2 separate regions of the Ovis aries genome follow, and region 2 is linked to region 1. Evidence: chromatin contacts called from public Hi-C data. All regions are on one chromosome and are shown on one strand. The core of a region is the stretch at or near the end of the contact, and the rest is flanking DNA. Distances in the headings are between cores, read along the strand shown. Region 1 has its middle 61 kb from the start of ALDH1A1. Region 2 holds the start of ALDH1A1 (aldehyde dehydrogenase 1 family member A1).

The links. Hi-C and Micro-C count contacts between places; a contact is called where the count stands out from the background.
Region 2: a Hi-C map of omental adipose tissue shows a contact between it and region 1, with 2.5 times the contacts expected there. The contact joins the promoter of ALDH1A1 here to the enhancer-like site in region 1. A contact is called at or near these places in 4 of 16 Hi-C or Micro-C datasets (liver, omental adipose tissue, skin fibroblasts and 1 more).

Annotation. Positions count from the first base shown.
Region 1 is chr2:63,685,671-63,689,973 of ARS-UI_Ramb_v3.0, reverse strand. No RefSeq gene overlaps it. Among named protein-coding and RNA genes, the nearest start is that of ALDH1A1, 61 kb to the left of the region's middle. Within about 2 kb of position 2,438, at least 8 of the 54 cell types and tissues checked have an H3K27ac peak or open chromatin away from gene starts, as enhancers often do. A contact at or near this core is called in tail adipose tissue, where this site is marked.
Region 2 is chr2:63,747,397-63,751,699 of ARS-UI_Ramb_v3.0, reverse strand. It overlaps ALDH1A1 (aldehyde dehydrogenase 1 family member A1), which reads right to left and starts at 2,408. Exons shown (of 13, transcript NM_001009778.1): 1 at 2,302-2,408. The coding sequence starts at 2,367.

The DNA of each region.
Region 1 (4,303 bases), core at 1,189-3,688:
AAATGAATGAACACATAATAATATAAATTAGATACATATAATAAGCAAGGAAGAAAGCATGCCTACCTTCTATAGTCCTATTTATAAAACTAATCATTAGATGGTCAGTGTTTGTAGCTTTCTTTTTTGTGTGTTCCATTAAAACTCAGCTAACTGTGTTTCTTTGCTAAGGGACTCATCTCAATTTCTGTTTCTGAAGGATCTGAATCCTCAATAACCTGCCTTTTTATGGTTTCCATAGTTTTCTATTAACTTTTATTATTGGATGTGAAAGTATTAATAGGTGCTCAGAGGGTCCACTCAGTGTGCTCCCCACCCTCATGCCTGTTTAAAAGCAACTCAAGTCTTCTTTGATAACTGACACTAACTTCCCCAGCCTGTGCAGCCAGCTCCTTTTTTTGAGTGTTAGTTCAATCCTATTAGGAGCCTGAAGTGACCAGGAAAATTAGTTTTAATTTCCAGTTTATTGAAAGTTTTGGTGTCCATTGAAGTCTAAATTGTGTGAGAGCCACCTGCCTTAGAATCTATCCATCCTTAAACAGCTCAAGCTGTTTTCCTCTGTCATAAGAAAATTCCTTAGATCAGAGAAGAAGAGGCACCAAATAGGATGGGTATCAAAGAGGGACATTGAAATACAAGGGAAGGCTGCAGCTACCCTGAGCTCTTAAGAACATATCCACTTGATGATTAATTACTTGCCCAAACTCTTGGTTTGGTGGACCATGTAATACCCCATTCATGATGGGTACTACAGGTTGGATGGTCAATTTCATGTCTTGTGAGGGAAAAAATGTTGCCTGCCATATCAGTGAACAAAGAACATTGCAGCCATCAAGCCATCAGCTGCTACAGCCAACCTCAATGGTGCACCCTAAGGATGCCATTTTAAGGACTCTCAGGACTGAAAAGCACAGGATGCTGCCCTCAGACAGCTCAAGTTCATATCAAGGGAATGATTTCAATGAACCCAGACTTTTGTACCTTCCCATACATAGAAAAGCACCAAATTCATTAACTTGAGATGTCTACTTTTCTGATTAATTACAGGTAGTCTTTGGAAGTTCTGACTACCTGGTCTTTGTTGCAAAAACTCCCGAATATCCTGACTCTTCCCTTATCTCTTCAGAGCAATCAGAGAGGCTGCATCCTGGGCTGAAGTCCTGAGTTTGTCTGCCAAATAAAGCTTAGCTCTCAGTTTTAAGGTTGTGCTTTTTTTTTCTTTTTCCCTCAGTCAACAGTCCCATGGTCAGGAGTTCAGTCTCTGAAGGATCAAAAGCACTCCAGGAACTGTTTCTAAAAAGAAGAAAAGAATGTATCAAGAGAGAATCCATTTGCTCCCATATCCTAGAGGTCTGCACTGTGGTCCTCCTCTTGGGGTTTTCCAGAGGCTCCCTGCAGCAGCCTTGTTTACCCAGATGCTTAGGATCTTAGAATCTGCCACTGTGAGGCTACAAGTGGTCAGGCAGGACCACTAGACTTGCTGAAGAAACTTCTTTTGCCTTTTTTTTATTTTTTAATTAATCATTTCTTTTTCTTTTCTTTTTTCTAGCTCTTTTTTCTTGGTCATAGCTCCTTCTTAATTTATTTCTAAACTCTTAAAAACCTTCCCACATTACACAGGTAAATTTTACAGTTCATCAGTGCAAATTTTTATTTCTCCTTTGTTTTCCCTTCCCCCTAATTTACAGTCAATCCAGTCAATCCTATCAAATCAGTCAATCCTAAAGGAAATCAACCCTGACTATTCATTGGAAGGACTTGATGCTGAAGTGGAAACTCCAGTACTTTGGCCACCAGATGCGAAGAGCTGACCCGTTGGAAAAGACCCTAATGCTGGGAAAGATTGAGGGCAGGAAGAGAAGGGGGTGACAGTATGTGAGATGGTTGGAGGGCATCATAGATTCAATGGACATGAGTTTGAGCAAATTCCAGGAGACAGTAAAGGACAGGGAAGCCTGGTGTGCTGCAACCCACGGGGTCACAGAATTGGACACAACTGAGCTACTAAGCAACAACTGCTTTACAAGATCTGAAATTTTACTTAATCCACAACATTCTTTTCATCATCTGTAATCACTCATATAAAAATGTGAGAGGAATAAAAAACATTAGTCAGTTTAAAATCTCAACTTTTACCCTGTTCTAGCAAATTTATAATAAGTCTATAGCATTCACTTATTTTAGCTGGTTCATATCCCCATGCATACCTTTTTATTTGAGAATCAACGCATAAAGATTTCTCTAATTGTACAGCATTTGAATTATCGCTGTAAGTGTCCCAGGAGCCATAAGAAGTCTAAAAGTGGCTGCCAGGTCTTGTGCAACTTCCAAGACTGTGTATAGTCTTCATGAAATCAGAATAGTTCAGGGTCACCGTAGCCAGAGGAATGTGAATGTTCTTATTGCTCCCTGTTTCAGTTCCGTTGCATGGGACAGTACTGATTCCCTCTGGGACATCATGACCTTTTGTCTTGCCTAGCCAACACAAAAGGCCAGTGTACTCAGTTGAGGAACTCCTGGCCCTGGCCTGTGACTCCCCAGCTGGCAGATTCAGGTGACAAAAACAAGTGAATCTCCTTGATTCAGGTGACAGAATCGAGGCAGAGCTCAAACAGGGTCTGTTCCAACAAGCCATGGGTGAGGTCCCAACCTTTGTCCTCAGTTACTATACATTTCTACTCCTGGACTTGAACTCTGCTGTATCATAACAGTTTTTAAAGAGAATTGCTGAATAAGATGATTTACTGCCCTGCCAATCTGATGGGCCTGCCAACCTCTTCCACCTGCCCCACCATTGGGGTACACACTGCCCACTCAGGGTGCAGCCTAGTGTGTGAGCTCAGCATTGATATGTGGAAGGGGAGCCCTCTCTTGCTTTGCTTCCCCTCACACATGATTAGTTTTAGGAGTGACTGAGTTAGGGGAAGTCAGTAATTGGGAGAGGACACTGCCGGGTTTATGCTAGTACTACCAAGGGGGTGCAGTAAGCCTTGTTCTGGGAGTGCTGCCATAAGCTGCCGAGTGAAACAAATCCCGATGTGACAGGCCACTGCTGGGATGACACCCAAGTAAATGAGCAAATGGGAAGAACATCTCCCTTTTCTCCGTTTGCCTTTCAGTCTCTGTTGTGCCCCCACTGGTAGAATCTAACAGGAAACTTGCTGGAAAGGAGGCAGACTATTTGCAAAGTTGAAACCTAGGTATCACAGAGCGGAGTATAGAAGGATGGGTTTGGAGATGATATACATTATGTTAATATTCAGCTCAGCACAAAACTGATCGTTAATTTAGTCTACTGCACAACATGTATAAAAGCAACTTGAATTGGCTTACTTTCCATATTATAAAAGCAGTATATACTTATTGAGTAAAACTTGGCAAAATAATATGTCTCCTATAATCCTACAGTTTAAAAAATTGGTATATCTTTTGCCCTTATTACACACAGACAAACACACACATACACACACACATTTTTTAATGAAGTATAGTTGACTTACAATATTGTGTTATTGGGAGTACAGCAAAGTTATTTGGTTATACATATATCTTATTTTGTTTGATTCTTCTCAAAATATTAAATATAGTTACCTGTGTTATATATAAGTCCTTGTCATTAATCTATTTTATATATCCATTGATTCCATACTCATAATTTATCTCTCCTTCACCCCTTTCCCTTTGGTAACCATAAGTCTGTTTTCTGTGTCCACATACACATCTTATTTTTGCAGAAACTAGAATCATATTCTGCATGAAAGTTTTGAAACCTACTCTTATACTTAATAATCTAATATACTGTTAGCATCTTTACTTATTGTTAAATAATCCACAATCACAGTGTTGTTGTCCACATAGAGTATTAACATATCTCCATAGAAAGAAATTGAAGTTGCTCAGTCGTGTCTGACTCTTTGCGACCCCATGGACTATAGCCTACCAGGCTCCTCCATCCATGGGATTTTCCAGGCAAGAGTACTGGAGTGGGTTGCCATTTTCTTTTCCAGGGGATCTTCCCGACCCAGGGATCGAACCCGGGTTTCCTGCATTGTAAGCAGACGCGTTTACCGTCTGAGCTACCAGGGAAGTCCATAGTGCATAGATATGCTAATATATCATAAATCATCATTCCCTCATTTTTGGATGTGTTAAATACTTTGCATTAAATTATGCCGTGATGAGTATCTGTGTTTCAGAATCATTAGAAGCATTTGTTGATATGCTAAATTTTGAAGAAATGTCCGTTCTGTTCTTATTACATTGTTTGAATCCTGATGATAATTACTGTGTATATGAGTCCCTT
Region 2 (4,303 bases), core at 1,159-3,658, 62 kb before region 1:
ACAACCAACATATTCTAATGATAATAAACATGAACACTAAAACAGTGCAAGGAAAATAACGTAGTTTAGGGGCTTGCTATAGAAGGTAATTTCTCAGACACTATAAAGTCCCTTGCTTATTTTGTTTGCAACCAGGAAAGTTAGCTAATAACCATCTTTTTCCAACTCCTCTTGCAAGTGCAAATCCAATACAGTTCTTCAGTTAGGCACAGTAAAAAGAAAATGCAAAGGCATTTGAAAAAGCTCACCCATTTAGATTTAATTACATACATAACTGGTGTCCTCCCAAGTGTGAAAATGCTGTAACCAATAAATCAGACAATAAAATGCTATCTGAGCAGAACAGATTTATAGAGAAGATGTGTGAGCAATCGAAATTCACTGACTTGCTTGCGTTGGGTATTTTTACCCAGAAAAGTTCCTATATGCAAGAGCAAATTCCTGCTTGGAATCTTGCCTCCTTTTGAGCACGTAGGTCAGTTAGTTTCCCTAGAGGGTGTTCTTGTGTAATGACTTTTAAATGAACAGGCGATATTAATCTTAAAATCATCTCATATGTTAAAGAATCACTAGATCTGTGTTTGTATATATATTTTGAGGACTATCTCATTTGCCCACTAGTGTTTCTCACATGTTTAATTAATAAGTACTTATAGAAGCTTAGTTCAGTAGAAAGAATATTTCATGTTAGAGTTCGCTGGAAATTCACAGACAAGGAAGACTTCAAACTTTTGCAAACCAAATTTTTAAAAGATGTGACATTCAGACTACCAGAAAATGTGACATTCAGACTATCAAAATATCTTCCCAGTATCATGGGGGAAAACAAAACAAAACTGTGTTATAATAGTACGGGGATAGATAATTCAATCATTGCCAGTGGTTTTGATCTTTATAAAATGAACGCATTTTTAAATGTATTTACTCTGGATTGAAATATCTTGCAAATGACAAACAGTAAGAAAGTTGGGAAAACTGGAGTCTTGTTATCTGCTAGGCGTGCTTTTGCCAAGTGCAAAATCTTTGGAGGGTATAGTCTCAATCGCATTTTTCATGTTCCCATTTGGAATAAAATCAAATGGACAAAAAAATATTTTCCCTTTTAATAAAACCTTGTAAAAATAATACTTTAATACACTTTATAACTGTTGGTCGATCATGTTAAAGGCACAATCTGATCTCTGCAGACACTTTTCTAAGGAAAAGAGCCAGTCAGCTGAACAACTTCCTCATTTGTTGTGCTTATGAAAATGAAAATTTAACAGACTAGAATTTCAAAACCATCCATGGTTACAAGTAAGGAAACAATAATAGCAGGACTTTATCATAAACTTACAGTGCTCTTGGAATTTCCTTGGTTAATCAGACAGCAAAGTGGCTCTCCCTGAGTGGGAATAGTTCCTTCCTTACTTTCCTTTCCGCATCACACCATAAATCTCATTTCTTAAATGATCTTGGTTAGATTGGTTTTGTTTATTTGTTTCTCTGAAAGTTCTAGGCTCTGACTAGAAAGCAGGAATGTGTGAAACAGGCAAAGTTCAGAGATACTCTTGATTGACTCAAATAGGATCCATTTCCTCCTTCTCCCTAACTGTGGATTTTTAAGTCTGGGTCTGGCTCCTGCTCTTTTTTCTCTAAATATTTATCAGCTAACAATTACATGCCGGCTCCAATGGCAACAAATTTGGCTGAAGAAGTAAATAAGAAGGCTTTCTTTTCCCAAATATGCTAAATAATGCAAGGACCATGTAGTTTTTTGTAACTGGAGTTTTCCTTCATCCAATTATCAGATTCAGGTCTTTCAATTTTAACACTCATTTGACATATATAAAAATCATGTTACTTCAGTATGCTCTGTTTTACTTCACTATACTCTGTTTCTCTCTCTCTCTATTTTCCTTAAAAAAAAAAAACCACCCAATTTTCCATTTGTTTGCCTGTTTCCAGTAAGTTTCTCTAGTAAGTATTTGCCTCTCTTATACATGCTGGGTGCTCTGCCTAAAGTTAATAGAACTGCTTAGTAAAGTCCACTGAATCCTGGCACAAGAACCTATTACAGTGAAGAGCATTCCTTTTACTTAGAAATATTTTAAGAAATAAATTTCTGAAAAGTTGCCTGATACGATTTAGAATTCATTATGTGATCAAGACACTAAACCCAGACCTGCATTTTGCAAGCCTTTTATTTTTATATTTGCAAAGGGCTCTCTACACCAGTTTACTTAAATTGACCTTTTGTGCTTTAAATAAATGTAGTTTTTATAAAGCTGAGGCAAAGCAGCAAGCAGAAGTTGTACTAACCTTAGTATATTTAAACTGCAAATTGGTGAGTGGGGCAGGTACGTCTGGCATGGCTGAGGACGACATTGTTGGTTCTGCTCCTGAACACAGGTGACAGGCTCAGCGATTTGGTTCTGATAGAGCACTTGGCTTTATTTGTTCCTTTTTATCTGCTTGGGCTAAGGTTTATTTGCATACTGGGATATGATTGGATGAACAAACTCGGAGCAAAAAGAAAACGACACTACTTATTTGTAACACCTAGAGCAGGAAGCCCTTGACTTTAAACTTAAATCCTTAAGAAACCAGTGCTCCAGTATCGAAGCTGCGTCCGGAGTCAGGGCGCTATTTGCAGACGAATTAATTTACAAAGCCGAAACCTGTGATAAGTGTAGGAAGCACAGCTGCTCTGGCCACTAAGACCAGTTATTATTTTTTTGGCTTTTCGTGCTTTTTATGTTACTGTGAAACTTTCTGTGTTCTGACAGACTTGGAGTCAGAGAATTCAAGGATTGAAAAGGAATCTTAAAGGGCACTTGTGCTTTGCAGAGGCGAGTGAGGCAAGGACCCTGGCCAGGTGTCTTTAGGACAGTGCTATCGGCTAAACTTGTCCATGTCCCAGAAAAGCAGGGTGCTTTTCTTTAGGTCCCCTCTAGAAACCCTACCCCAAGGCCACTTTAAAAGACTCATACCCATCAAATGTATTTCAGTGCTTGGTAAGCAGACCTACTAGGATTTCAGGAGCTCTAAATTATCTTTATTTAAATTATCTTTGTCTTTATTTAAATGGTCTTTATCTAAATTATCTTTTATATGTGGGAACAGAAATGTCAGCAGGATTTTTTAGGGAACTCAGACTGTGCTGTCACACACTCACCACAATAGCAAATGGCAATATCGTCTGCTAAAACTCACTTAAAATGAAAGTAACCCCTGGTTTTGGAAGTTGGCTGGTATTTATCAGTCACTGACGCAGACAATTGTACCAAGAATGAATTTAAACAGGACTCTTGAGTAATATAGGTTCTTAAAATGAGATTAATGTTTCAAGTTGGGAACATTCAAAAAGGACAATTTTTAACTGTACTACTCCCATTTTTAAGTATAAAAGTTTATTTTATCGAAAGTCTAGCAAAAGTTACAGTCAGAGCAAGATGGAAAACCTTGGGTGCTTTTAACCAATTACTAAGAATTAAGAGTAATAATTATTTCTTCCAGTGAAAAGTGCCAGCTTTTCCAAATATGGGATTTAAGTAGGAAAGCTAAGGTTTGTTGAATAGTTACTCCAAATCAGGGGCAGGAACTGTACTTTCTCTTTCCGCCCTTACTGGGTTCCCCACTTTACAGACATAAAATAGCTTGTTTATGAACACCAATCTTATAAGTACAAAACCAAAATTTCATTTCAGGCCAGTGTGACACCAAAACCTTGGTTCTTGTTCCAATTTATTCTCCTTGTCCTCCTCTCCATAAGAGCGTTCACAGATGGGCTCGAGAGTCGGCTGTTTTGTTCTCTGAGTCGTCACCCTCACAGGCCCTCAAGCGTAGCCTTTTATTTGTCTAAGATGGGGGTCAGCAAACTTTTTTCTGTAAAGAGAGAAAGATTATTTTCTGCCTGCTAGGCCACATAGTTTCTGTTTTGATTTACTCAGCTCTACAGTCAACCAATACCATAATACACTTTGCAATACAATTTTATTTACAAAAACAGATTCCGCTCAGAGGCCAGACCCCTAGATGCTAAGACAACCATCCCTGAGGTCCTTGCCTCCCCTGTGCCTCTGCTTGAAGACCAGATAGAAACTTCTGTGCTATTTCGTTGTGTTTTTCTCTTTGTCCCTATCCCCCTCACTCACAATTTCATTCTTTTTGGAAAATCTAATTGTTTTCTCTCTTAAAAATGTGTTTTGAATTAAATGCACAATTACACAACAGCTGTTACATAACTCACAGAGTGGTGCTCTGGCCAGGCCCAGACAGCTGTGTTTTGCTACTTTCTTCTGCTCTCAGCTTTGCAGTTGTT